Linked DNA regions of Mus musculus: region 2 is linked to region 1. Evidence: chromatin contacts called from public HiChIP or PLAC-seq data. All regions are on one chromosome and are shown on one strand. The core of a region is the stretch at or near the end of the contact, and the rest is flanking DNA. Distances in the headings are between cores, read along the strand shown. Region 1 holds the start of Ogfrl1 (opioid growth factor receptor-like 1). Region 2 has its middle 20 kb from the start of Gm19673.

Region 1 (6,433 bases), core at 1,223-3,722:
CATGTCAGCCCAGAGCTATCAGAGGGAATAACCCAAACTAATATACTGAAAATGCAAAGTTCCCTTTGGCTTAACTTTGAAAATCTTAAAATATATCTTATTCCAGGTTCTATTTTTTAAGGTAGATTATAACCAATTCAAGAGTGAGGGTTAAAACTCTATCTTTCTCTTTCTCTCTTTTTTTTAAATTTTGAAATTAAAATATGATTATATTATTTTTATCCTTCCCTTTCCTCCCTCCAACCCTTCCCATGTACCCTACTCCCTTCTATTTATTTTTAAAAATCAAGTTCACAAACTATGTTTTTAAAAAAATTATTGTTGCATATAGTGGAAGAGGTAGGGGAAACCCTGAAAGAGCCAGAGAAACAGGAGTTTGCTTTGCGATTTCCTCTTCTAGACCTGTCAGGGAAGCTACACCCAGGAAGACTCATGAACATGAGCTGAACAGGGATGGCACCGATAGACATGCTAACACGAAAAGGGGGAAGTCTCATGGGGCCTCAACCCTAGACAAAGAACTCCATGCAACTACGACATTCTGGGAGCAGGGAAAATAGACTCCTAATTACAGGACAGCAAAGACATTGCAATGGACTTATTCTACAATACAGGTGGGAAACAGGTAGAGCACCTGGGCACATTACCACTAGGCTTTCAGCTCCGATCTTGGACTAAATGTTCACTTTGCAGTGTATTCTAGTCCGGTTCTGATGGAAGACAAATGGAATCCCTGAATTTTAACAGTGTCAGATTGATTTGTTCTACAGCTGCCCCATACTTTTTTTTTTTTTTTCTCACTAAGTCATTGTCAACATAAACCATGATCAGAGGTTCTCTGCAGTGACATTTATTTGGGATGAGCAGAGCCCTGGGAGAGAGGAGACGAACAAGAATTAACCACAGATATAGTCAACAGGGTTTGAGGAAGGATTCGACTCTAAATTTAAAAAGAGATAAACTTACAAAAACGTCTTGAATATCAAGACTTTGGGTTTTGGAGGAGGGGGGAAGAAGGTCTTGAGGTGGGTTCCCTTGTATAGTTTGTAGGATTGCTAGGCAAATTCTCTGCGTGAGCATTCGTATGGACTGCTGCAGTCTTAATGTTACAGATAATCCTATCCCCTTCCCGACCCCCTGTTGTGGGAGAGGTGCGCAAAGCAAGCTGGCCTATTAAAACAAACATCTTATCAACCAAGAAACTCCCTACCTCAGACAGGTATGAACACCCCTCCCCCAATAATACTGTCAAGTTCTAATTTTGTTTGGATCTGACAAGGACTTCATCCTAATATCATCAGTTTTTATGAATGAATATCTGACCAGAACGTTCTTTTTGTGTGGCCCCTGATAGTCATAAGGTCATTAAAGGTGAAGCTAGATGCCATTCCAGAGAGAAAAACCTGGCTTCATTTTGAAGATGAGGAGACTACCGGGGTCTCAAGAAGTTACGTGACCTGTCCAAAGCCAGAAACTGCTAGTAGAGTCACACCCTACTGTGAAGTTTGGAAAGAAACAACCACTGATTTATCTGTGGAGAGGCATCTTCTAGCCAAATCTTCCTTAAGCAATACCCATCTACCTGGATTTGCAATCTATTTAATTACTAGTTCTGAGTACAATTGATGCATCTAATAAAACTAACCCATGATCCCAGGCAATGTCCCACGGCAGAAAAAATCCCATCAAGACTCAGGTGCAGGCATCGGGCCACTAGCTCCTGGAGTTGGTTTCACGCTCTGCCATTTTCAGATGCTTTGGTTGTTATTTTGCCTAGAAGTATTCTTACAGCAGGTTTGCCTCTGGTCCTTAGAACCATAGTCTTCAGCACTCCACTTAGAACCAGCCTGTTCATTGTATAAATGCCGACGTTTTTCTGCCCAGAGCACAAATGTGGACTACTCACTGATGAAATAAATGTGCTGGCCTAATTCTTCTTGCTCCTTTGTTTCGAGAGAAGTTTGCTTTTAAGATGAGGGGACAGAGAGCTCTGACTTTTATTTTATAGACCGCAGGGATTCTAGGTGGCCTTAAGTACTGTTCCCGAAGCTTGGATTTCCTGTTTAGAGGGTGCACTGTCAAGATTAGCTTTTGTCTTCTGCTGTGGCTAATTTGTCTTCCTCTTGGAGCAGCCAGTGGGGGCGGGGGTGTGGGCAGGACCGGTCTGCTGATGGAGACACCTCCTTCCACTCTCTGACCTGGGCGGGATCAGGCTTCTCGCTTGGCTGGGAGGAGCCCCAAGGGGGCGGATCCCGGTCCACAGGGGGCGGGGCAGCTGACCCCTGGCCACTCCCGGGGACCGTGGAGGGGGGCGCGTCCCGGTGGAGCTGGTGCCGCGCGCTCGGGAGTGGGTTGGCTTCGCTGGGGCGGGGCGGGGCAGGGCGGGGCGGCGGCGGGATGGGCTGGCTGGGACGCGTGCGGCGGCGGCTCCGGGGGGCCCGGCTCCTCCCCGCCTGTGCGCCGGAGCGCCGGCGGCCGCGCTGAGCTGTGCGGCGCGGGCCGGGCGAGCAGCCGCCTGCGCCCCGAGCGAGCGGAGCGCGGCCATGCCCGGGCCCTAGCGCGCTACCGCAGCCCGCGCCCGCCGCCGCCTCTTCAATGGGCAACCTGCTCGGCGGGGTCAGCTTCCGCGAGCCCACCACCGTGGAGGACTGCGACTCCACCTGGCAGACCGATTCGGAGCCCGAGCCCGAGCAGCCGGGGCCGGCAGGCGGTGGCGAGGGCCAGCAGCACGACGAGCCGGAGCAGCCCAAGCAACCTCCCGAGAGAGCCGGAGGGCGGCCCCGCGCCAGCCCCGTGCCCGAGGACCACGCCGAGGCGGCGGGCGCGGAGCAGGTACGCGGCCCCGGGACCCACGGTGGGCCCGGCGAGGTCGTGCTCCCGGCGCCCGGGAGGGGACTGCCCCCGGGGATGCAGGGCGGGATGCTCGGCGTGCTTGGCCCGGGCACCCGACCTAAGGGAGCCTGCGGTGCCCAGGTGGCTAGCTGCTAGCCCAGGGGGCCTTGCTGTGAACCTCGCAGGGAAGTCTCCCCAAGGCAGACCCCGACCCCACTCGGTGTTCTCTTTGCCTCTGCAGCGCAGCTGGGTGATGCGAAGGTGGGGTGGGAGGAACTAAACTAAAAATAGAAGATTGTGAGGAGGACCCGGCCAGTGCCTGTTATTGATTTTTTTTTAATTTTAATTTTTTAAAAAAAGATTTAAAATATTATTCAGAGCAAGACAACTGCAGTTGTGAAGCGGCCCGCAGCCTCCCCCTCCCAGCGAGGGTCCAACGGGCATTAAAAGTATCACAGAAGGTTCCTGAGCAAACTTAAAATAACACCGTTCATTTCCCCAAGAGAAACCTTTCAACGACTTGAGTATTCCTTTAACATTTACGTTCACCCAGAAGACTTGTTGATCCAACCAAGCTTAAGTCAGTTGACCAATACAATTAGGTAGATAGGTTAGAAGAGAGATAGATGGCGTCCCTTAACCTCTTGTGGCTTCAGAAACTTTTAAAAGGAGGAACTGTATATTTTTAAAGAAGTCTGCACCGTTTAAGGTTGGTGGTTCTGTATTAGGCCTCCCTCTTACAACTTGAAGGAAAATGGAGCCCAAAATCCAATGTGACTTTAGGGGAAGCATCACCTTTCCAGGAAGTCCGAGCCTTCCCATCCAGGTTAATTGAGCGTGTTATTGAATGGAATGCAATTTCCAGGTGTGCGGTCCGTTTTAATTCCCCATTTTGGAGAACTGTGAGCCTTAAAGGAAATCTTGCCCAAAGCATACGAGGAGAAAAGTATGTCTGTGGCCAAAGTGAGGGCCTTGGCCCTGCTAATGAGATCTTGGCCGCCCTTGTCTTCTGTTCCCGTTTGTATTTTGCACTTAGTGTTATGTGCTCAACCCCAAAACAATAGCGCATGCCACATTTCAGCGTCTTATCCTCCCATTTGTCTTCCAAGTAAATAGCAAATAGCCACTGAGAAGTTTGGAATTAAAGAAACAAAAACAAAACTTGTTAATACAATTAACTAGGTCAATTGTAAAATAACATACCATTTCAACAAATACTCTGCAACCTGAGTAAGAATAGAGCATCCTTTAATTGTTAATTTTTGTTCCTGGAAGTTCCACCAGACTTCTTAAATAATCGTTGTGACGCTGTTTTGACTCCTTACTCTATTTGCCCACTATGCGGACCGGTCAGTTCCCCCTTTAAAGGAGGTTGCAGACTGGTTTCACCCGCTCACTGTCTTTGCTCTCATCCATCTCTGTAAACGTTAGACAAAAGATGGTACCACTAACTGAGGTGAGGAAACCTGGGGTGAAAGATGTTTCAGAGGTTAAGTCAAGGCTTATGCTAAGTTTTGCGTCCTATTAGACACCCAAGTGGATGGGCGAGTAGTTAATGGTCTCTATAAATAGATGCTCCGTCTAGGCTGGAGCTATAGGCTTGCATTTAGTATCTATACATAGATACTGTCTAAGCTGGAGCTATAGGCATGCATTTAGGATAAGTTGTACTCAAAAAAAAAAAATCAATGCAAGATAAGAGGTCATCAAAGAGTCATGAGGGGTGAGAATAAGGCTGTCTATACGGGTTGTGATTAAGACGAGAAAAAGGGGAGCAATGGTACAGGAAGCAAGTCAGGAGAGAGTGGTATTCTGACAGCTAAGTGTTAACACTGCTTCAGGGCCTTACAGGGTCCCAGCTGCTGGGAAGTCCCTGGGATGACCGCTGAGACATGATTTGAGTAAATGGGGGATTGGTTTGGAAAGTTCCTAATAGTCCCATTTTAAAGCAATGCCCTGGACAGAGTGTCAGTTCCTTGGTGAAGATTCACTTCAGAAGAAAGCAGAGACACAGCCTGCAAGTAGGGTAGACCTGGGTCAAGGGAGGCGTTATGCTTAGGATTGGAGAGACTACAGTGTGTTTGGTGGTTGCATGGAATGGTTTGGAAGAGCCAAGTTTTGATGATCCAGGGAAGGGGAATTAAGGAGCAGATTCCTTGCTGAGGAGGTGAAAGCGGCCAGGGTACAGCAGTGAATGGGGCAGACTCTGGCGGGCTGAGGGATGCCGTCATTTACATGGTAGTCTTGGGGAACAGGCAGGCCGTGAGTCATTAGCTTCGTTTCACAGATGATGAAACTAAGATTCAGCTAAATGATTTGCTTAAGGCCTCACACATATTAAGGAGCAGAACGAAGCCTCGCACTACTCTCCTGGATCCAGAGACTTGGGTCGTTGATCTTCATGACAGGATTTTTCAAATATCCATCACTTCTAGCAGGGACAAAACTGGTTCCGACCCAATTAGTCAGACATGGGAAGCAGCGACTTCTTACACTGTTGCTGGGCTCTGAGCCTTGTTCACTTCCTCTTAAGTTCCGGCAGCCTTGTTCCCAAGATGCTGGCACTAATAACTGTCAGTCAGGCGTGTTGCACGGAAGTGTTTGGTAAATGGGAACGTGCTCTCTGCAAGTGCTTGTGGTTGTAGCTCAGGCTAAATAGATTCTGAACCTTGCTAGGCAGAGCTATTTTGAAAAGTGTGGCAAGAACCAGAATTGGAGCTTTTCCTTGCTTATGTAACATGACAGTGTAACGACTGTTAAACAGCGGAGGGCTGGGTGTTAAAGTATCTCTGTACTTGTAGTAAGAGTGAGAAATCACACCACTTCAGAAATGCGTGAAAGCTGCTTAGATGATGCCAGTCTGTCAGCACAGACAGGGTGGGAAGGGTTGAGACAAAGGGTTGGGGGCAGACTTCTTGAATATTCATATCTCAGCACCGCGGTCTTCTTTATCATGTTCCGTTGTACAGTCCTGTGTGTCACTGGACAAGTGCATTTTGCCATACAGCATATGGTCTGGATAATTAGAGGTTATTAGACCTGCATCTTCTCCGTTTAAAATGACATCACATTGCTGGCACTTTGTAAACAGCATGAGCAAGCTATCACATAGAAAGTACTTCAGTGTTTGTTTCACCCGAGAGCTCTGTCTTGCTCTGTGTACTTATGTCAAGTTTGCTGATTTCTAGCCCACTGATCATTGAATGGGCAGATGATTACTCATGCCTTGTATGTTTGTTATGGTGCTTTGAAATAGTTTAGAAAGCTAATTTAGTTTAAAGCCCTCCTTTTCTTTCATAAATACTGCTTGACTTTCAGGCGCAGCCAGGAGATGCAAATTTAATGAGAATCTTCTGCATAGAATTGATTTACCAACTTAACCCTTTCACGGCACCCTAGGAAATACGCTTTGTCACAGGCTCCATTGTATAACAGCTGGTGGAACATGTTTTCAATTCGTTCTGAGCACTGTTCTGCATCGTTACTGATGCTTAGCATTTGCCCTCCACAGGCACTGAACGATAAAGTCTTTTTATTTAGTGATATACCTTAGGACAGAAGTTTTTAGTGCAAATAAGGCAGGTTGATGCCAGCAAGCACA
Region 2 (6,433 bases), core at 2,827-5,326, 36 kb before region 1:
GAGATGCAGAGCTGAAAAGAAGATGAGCAGAATGAAGGGCATCCAGGAACAGAGATGCCTCTGAACTCGGCAAGGGTTTCTTGGTACTAACTAGTAAAGTCAACCAAAGAGTATACATGGAGGGATCCATAGCTCCAGATTCACATGGAGCAGAGGATGGCCTTATCTGACATCAATGGGAGGGGAGACCCTTGGTCCTGTGGAGGCTCTGTGCTCCAGCGTAGGGGGATGTTAGAGAGGTAAGGCAGGAGTGGGTGGAGGAGCACCTTCATAGAGGTGAAGGGAATGAGGAGGTTGTGGAGGGGTAACTGGGAATGGGGAATAACATTTGAAATGTAAACGAATAAAATAATTAATAAAAAAGAAAAAATAGGAATGAGCCAAAGGAGGAAAAGTTTGGATATTCCTAGAAACCCTTGGCAAAATATGCACAAAATGCCATTATTTAAAGAGCATGAGATGATAAGGCTGTATAATTTTAAATGATGTGTACAATAACACAAAAACAGAAGATAACACAACCCCAGAACTTGCGAGGTAGAGGCAGAATATCACCATTTCAAACCAACCAGGAATGTCTTTCAGGTCAGCCTGGACAACAAAGAGAGATCTCATCTCAAACAAAACAGAATGAAACAAAATCAAGACTAAACAAAACAGAGGGACATCCACTTGACTTGGATGTTGGGAATTGTCCGATGGCACCACAGGGCTCATGAAGTTCGAAGAGGAAGGGGTATTTCTGTCCACTACTTAGCCCAACAGAAAAATATTGATTATATTTAATAATAATAATAATAATAATAATAATAATAATAATAGCAATAATAATAATTTTACCATCTGTTGCTTTCCTTCAGTGTGAATGTGATACATTCTGGAAGGATGCTAACAGTAACGGTGATGTCTGAATGTAATGGGGAAAAGTAGGTAGGAAAGAAAGATTACAGAAGGCTCACAGCCTTAGCCTAAGAAGTGGGCAGTTAAGAAATCACTTTCAAGTTTGGGGGAAAAAATTAGAGTTTTGTTTTTGTTACCCTGCTTATATAGGCATAATACCAATGGTAAATCCTGGAAAATGCAGGAGGGGAGGGGTGGCACTGAGAAGGCTGTGGGCATCCTCTGAAGCACGAGGATCACTGAAGCCGGAGTAGAAACAAAGATCACAGAGCCCAGCAGCACAAAAACTGTGGTAGTTAAAAAGGTGCCTCCAGTGTGTGAGGCTCTGGCTAGGGAAGAGTTGGCCGATAGAGCACAGCAGGTTTTTCATAAATTTCAGGACTCTAATTTGTTTGCTGTACATGTCTCACGTTTACAAACCTAAACATAAAGTTATTTTAAAAGCCACCAGGCTCTAGAAGGTAAATTAAACCATAGAAACTGATAGAATGTCTCGGCCTAGAACCCAATGCAAAGGAAAGAGGGGGTACTTGGGGCAGAGTCACAATGGGATTTAAGAGGACAGGAAGGTAGTAAGGACACAAAGAAGGCACAGGAAAGATGGAACAAAATACATAGGTCAGCTTAGGAAAGGACAAGGGGAGAACACACTAGCTGCACCAAGCCTGGATGATGAGCTAAATCAGCAGTTATCAACTTGTAAGTGGTGACTCATTTTGGGGTCAAACAACCCTTTCACAGGGTTCACCTAGGCTATTGGAAAACACAGATATTTACATTATAATTCATAACAGTAGCAAGATTAGAGTTATGAAAGTAGCAATGAAAATAATTTTATAGTTAGAGGTCACCACAACATGAGGAACTATATTAAAGGGTCACAGCATCAGGAAGGTTGAGGGACACTGAATTAGATGAACCCCTGTCTGGAATTGGAAAAGTTCATATCTCAAAGCTGATTCCTCTGTGAAAGAAGCAGGTCCTCTGAAACAGACCAAGTGCATGGACTAGAGCTGAGCTTATTGGGTGAATCCTGTCCACCCCTGCACATTCCCAAGTGCACATAACCAGTGCACTGGCAAGAGAGAAATCAAACAGAATTCATCCATGATTGGATTTTGGCAAGGTAGGCAAAGAAGGCAAGGGACAGGCATATTCTAGAAACCCGAAGGAAAGAACAAACTGGAAGGTCAATTAGCAAAAGGTGTATTAATCAAAAGTCAATTTTGCAAATGGTAAAAAAGTATTTCAATTATGTAATGAGCAATTCTTTCAAATGCAAAGCAGCAGGGAAAAGGAGTGTTATGTAGTGCAATCCAAATAACTAGCACACCATAAATTATATTTGCACGGTGTTTTATCAACTCGGGCTAGAGTTGAGCTCCCCATTCTGTCTGATAAAGCTGAGGCTCAAACTTCAGCATGTTCCTACCCAAACTCATTGAAGACTAGACAAAGACTAAACAAAAGAGCCTCGTTGGTACACAGACCTCTTGATTAGCACCAGCCAGATATATAAACATTTCCAAAGTGCTTTGGGACAGCCTCCATGAAGATGAAAGAGTCATGAGAACATGGAATGTTCTGGAGAAGGCATGAGACTCTTGAAAGCAGCCCACTGGACATCATAAGAACTAGGTTCTGTTTTTCTAAAATTTCATGGACTGGCATTTGGAAACGCTGGTCCTTTTCACAGTCCTGGGTGGAGTTTGAATGAAGGCTCAAACTTGGAAAGAATCTTGTCAGGTGATGGTGAATTATGGTCCAAACTGCTCAGTTTGCAAAAAGACCAAGAGCTGCTTCAACCTGGTGGCCTTGAATTTTGTGACATGAAATGAAAAAGTTATCCTTATGGTGTGTTTGGGGGATACAGGGTACCCCTGAAAGAGTTTGGCATTTTTCTACCATCCATGAGTAGACTGAACCAAAGTCTCTTTGCTGCCAGAGACCAATTCTGGCCTTGTATTAAGATTCTTTAGAGGATACAATTTGCTAAGATACAATTTGCTAAACACATGAAACTCAAGAAGAATGAAGACTGAAGTGTGGACACTATGCCCCTCCTTAGAATTGGGAACAAAACACCCATGGAAGGAGTTACAGAGACAAAGTTTGGAGCTGAGATGAAAGGATGGACCATGTAGAGACTGCCATATCCAGGGATCCACCCCATAATCAGCATCCAAACGCTGACACCATTGCATACACTAGCAAGATTTTATCGAAAGGACCCAGATGTAGCTGTCTCTTGTGAGACTATGCCGGGGCCTAGCAAACACAGAAGTGGATGCTCACAGTCAGCTAATGGATGGATCACAGGGCTCCCAATGGAGGAGCTAGAGAAAGTAGCCAAGGAGCTAAAGGGATCTGCAACCCTATAGGTGGAACAACATTATGAACTAACCAATACCCTGGAGCTCTTGACTCTAGCTGCATATGTATCAAAAGATGGCCTAGTCGGCCATCACTGGAAAGAGAGGCCCATTGGACATGCAAACTTTATATGCCCCAGTACAGGGGAACGCCAGGGCCAAAAAGGGGGAGTGGGTGGGTAGGGGAGTGGGGGTGGGTGGGTATGGGGGACTTTTGATATAGCATTGGAAATGTAAATGAGCTAAATACCTAATAAAAATGGGAAAAAAAAGATTCTTTAGAGGAACTGAACATATATAGAACAATTGCACAGAAAAGGGATTTACTAGAATGTCTTATAGGTTATAGTCCTGCTAATCCAACCATGGCTGTCTGCCAATGGAAGATACCAAGAATCCAGTAGTTGTTCAGTTCATGAGTCTCAACGTCTCAGCTTGCCTTCAGTATACACTGGAATTCTGAAGAAGTAGGCTCTAATGCCAGTAAAGGAAGGGGCTTGCTAGTGAGAGCATCAGGCAGAGACAGCAAGCTTCCTTCTTCCATGTCCTTCATATAGACTGTAATCAGAAAGTATGTTCCCTATTAAAGGTGGATCTTCCCACCTCAAAGGATTCCAAGTAAAAGTGGTTCTTCCCAGTTCAAGTGATTTAATTATGGGGAAAAAAAAAACCCTAACAGGTGAGCCTAGCCATTTATGTTTTAGTTAATTCTAGATGTAGTCAAATTGACTACACAGGCCTCTTGGTTTCCTGCTGCTGCTTAGAGCAAGTGCAGAAACACTATCTACCAATGCATTTGCACTAGTGTTTTGTGCTAAAAGAGGAACTGAGAGAAGAAGGAGACCATGCCTGATGCTGGCTGACACAGGTCTCAGAGGTCTCCATGGCAGTTTCCACTCTGGGCTCCATGGTTCCTGGGATCATGGCCCGGGTATTCACTGTCTTTGCTCCCTTGCATTCTGAACTATAGTGAGAGATATATCTACACACTTTTGTTTGCTCTTTTGTTAATTGGAGTATTGATTAGGATTGTTTGTGCCCTGAACTTTGATATAAACATTAGAGGTGATAAACCTAATACAGTCGAGCCTATTTCCTTTCTCTCTAGACCTCGATGTTCTTTAACTGCATCTGATTTATTATTATTATTATTTTCACTTTTAACCAACGTTTTTATTTAAATGTCATTTCTTTTTGGCCAGACCTTTCAGAAGTGGCAGTGGTGAGTATATTTGATATAAAAATATGTTTTTCATAGACCCTCAGAGAGAACTTTTTAAAAAAGCAGTGTCATTCACCACATACAAAATTTATAAGTCCCACGCAGACTTGGAAGCCTGTCTTCTTTTATGCTATTAGAACATCTGCAGCTTTGGGAGCCCAATTAGAGATTGTCTCTTTTAGGCCAAGAAAGGCTTTTCCAGTGTGTCTGTGTTAGCTTTCCACCACCACCATAAATGTGTGAGATAATTTGACCCACAAAGGGAGAAGGTTGGCTTTCCTTGTGGTTTTGGAAGTTTCAGTCCGAGGTGGGTTGGCCTCATGGCTTTTGGCCTTTGTCCAGGCTGTCAAATCCTAAAGCAAACTGCTTATTTTATTAAAGCTAGTAAGCAGATAGAAAGTCATGAAAGAGCCAGGCTCCCACTCTCCTCTTTAAGAGCATATGCTAAGTATCCAGAAACACTCCCCTGCCCGACTAAACCCAGTCTTTTGAAGGTTTCATCATTTTTCATTGGCACCACTGGTAAGGTGTCAAGATCCACATGGGTCTCTGGAGAACACATCAAAACAATGGTAATGTATGAGTTACCAACAGTGCCTTTGACCATTGGAGGGACTATTGCTTGCATATGGAAGCTCTCAGGCTGATTATGAGAATGGAATTGTGGGGTAAATGTCAGTCAATTCTAGTAACACTTGAGCTATGCTATATGGCAGTTGGGATTAAAGGAGAAGCAAAAGGCTAAGGAAAATACAAGGAAGAAATAGCAAAGCAGGGTGGGCATGGTGACACAGGCCTGTCCTCTCAGCATTCAGGAAGCTGAGGCAGAAGGATTGAATGTTCAAGGCCAGCCTGGGGTAACTGTTGCTCCAATGAGATTCCCACATAAAAAACCAAACAAGGCTGAATGAAAAGTCAGGCATGGCTTGACACATAGTCATTCTGACCCTCAAGATAGTGATGATGTTTTGCCGACCATGTCCTTATCAGCTGGTGTGCAGTTTCTTGAGCTGCTTTGTAAGTAGGCTGATAGTAGATCACGGAGGCCCTCTTTTTGTCTATGGAAAGACAGGACAGTAGAAATGTGAGTACTTTACAATAGCACTTTGCAGGGATACAGCCATCTATGCATGGTTAGTTGGCATGGAGCTACAGAAGTTACTCCTTCCTATGTCCGCCTAGGAACAACTAAAAGGAATCATTTATGCTGCAGGCCTGCCTTGAGACTGTGCTGCAGGTGGGCTTCAACAAGGACCCAGGCCTTAGTTCCATCCCCTGCCTTGTTGACCTTGGCCCTTTTATTCTGAGAATAGTGTCTCAGTGAATCTTGTGCAGCACTGTCTCAATAAACCACACTGTTGGAAACCCATACCTTATATACAGGTATGACAGATTAGGTAGTTTAAAAGGAAAGAAATGACTAGTGGTAGGGAGACAGGGTCTGGGAGCTCATTTCTTTAGCATTACCTTGAAGACCACAATTTCGCCGGGCATGGTGGCACACACCTTTAATCCCAGCACTCCGGAGGCAGAGGCAGAAGCAGAGGCAGGTGGATTTCTGAGTTGGAGGCCAGCCTGGTCTACAGAGTGAGTTCCAGGACAGCCAGAACTACAAAGAGAAACCCTGTCTTGAAAAACAACAACAACAAAAACAAAAACAAAAACAACAAACAAAAAAGAAAACCACAGTTTCATCTCTAGCTCCTCAGCTTCATGCCTGGCATTTACAAAATAATGGACAACAAATGTTTTTTTTTAATTATACACACACACACACACACACACACACACACACACACACACACACATTTATATATACTGTAGCTGTCTTCAGAGACCCCAGAAGAGGGCATCCAATCTCATTACAGATGGTTGTGAGCCACCATGTAGTTGCTGGGACTTGAACTCATCACCTCTGGAAGAGCAGTCCATGTTCTTA

The links. HiChIP or PLAC-seq counts read pairs in DNA pulled down with a chosen protein or histone mark.
Region 2: an H3K27ac HiChIP or PLAC-seq map of microglia shows a contact between it and region 1, with 4 times the contacts expected there. The contact joins the enhancer-like site here to the promoter of Ogfrl1 in region 1. A contact is called at or near these places in 3 of 39 promoter capture datasets (fetal liver, macrophages and neutrophils), 3 of 484 Hi-C or Micro-C datasets (macrophages, neutrophils and peritoneal macrophages), 3 of 115 datasets of contacts at active chromatin or transcription factors (bone marrow-derived macrophages and microglia) and 3 of 9 other capture datasets (adipose tissue, liver and pancreatic islet).

The regions. Positions count from the first base shown.
Region 1 is chr1:23,379,214-23,385,646 of GRCm38.p6, reverse strand. It overlaps Ogfrl1 (opioid growth factor receptor-like 1), which reads left to right and starts at 2,472. Exons shown (of 7, transcript NM_001081079.1): 1 at 2,472-2,832. The coding sequence starts at 2,596.
Region 2 is chr1:23,416,819-23,423,251 of GRCm38.p6, reverse strand. No RefSeq gene overlaps it. Among named protein-coding and RNA genes, the nearest start is that of Gm19673, 20 kb to the right of the region's middle. Within about 2 kb of position 4,076, at least 13 of the 459 cell types and tissues checked have an H3K27ac peak or open chromatin away from gene starts, as enhancers often do. A contact at or near this core is called in microglia, where this site is marked.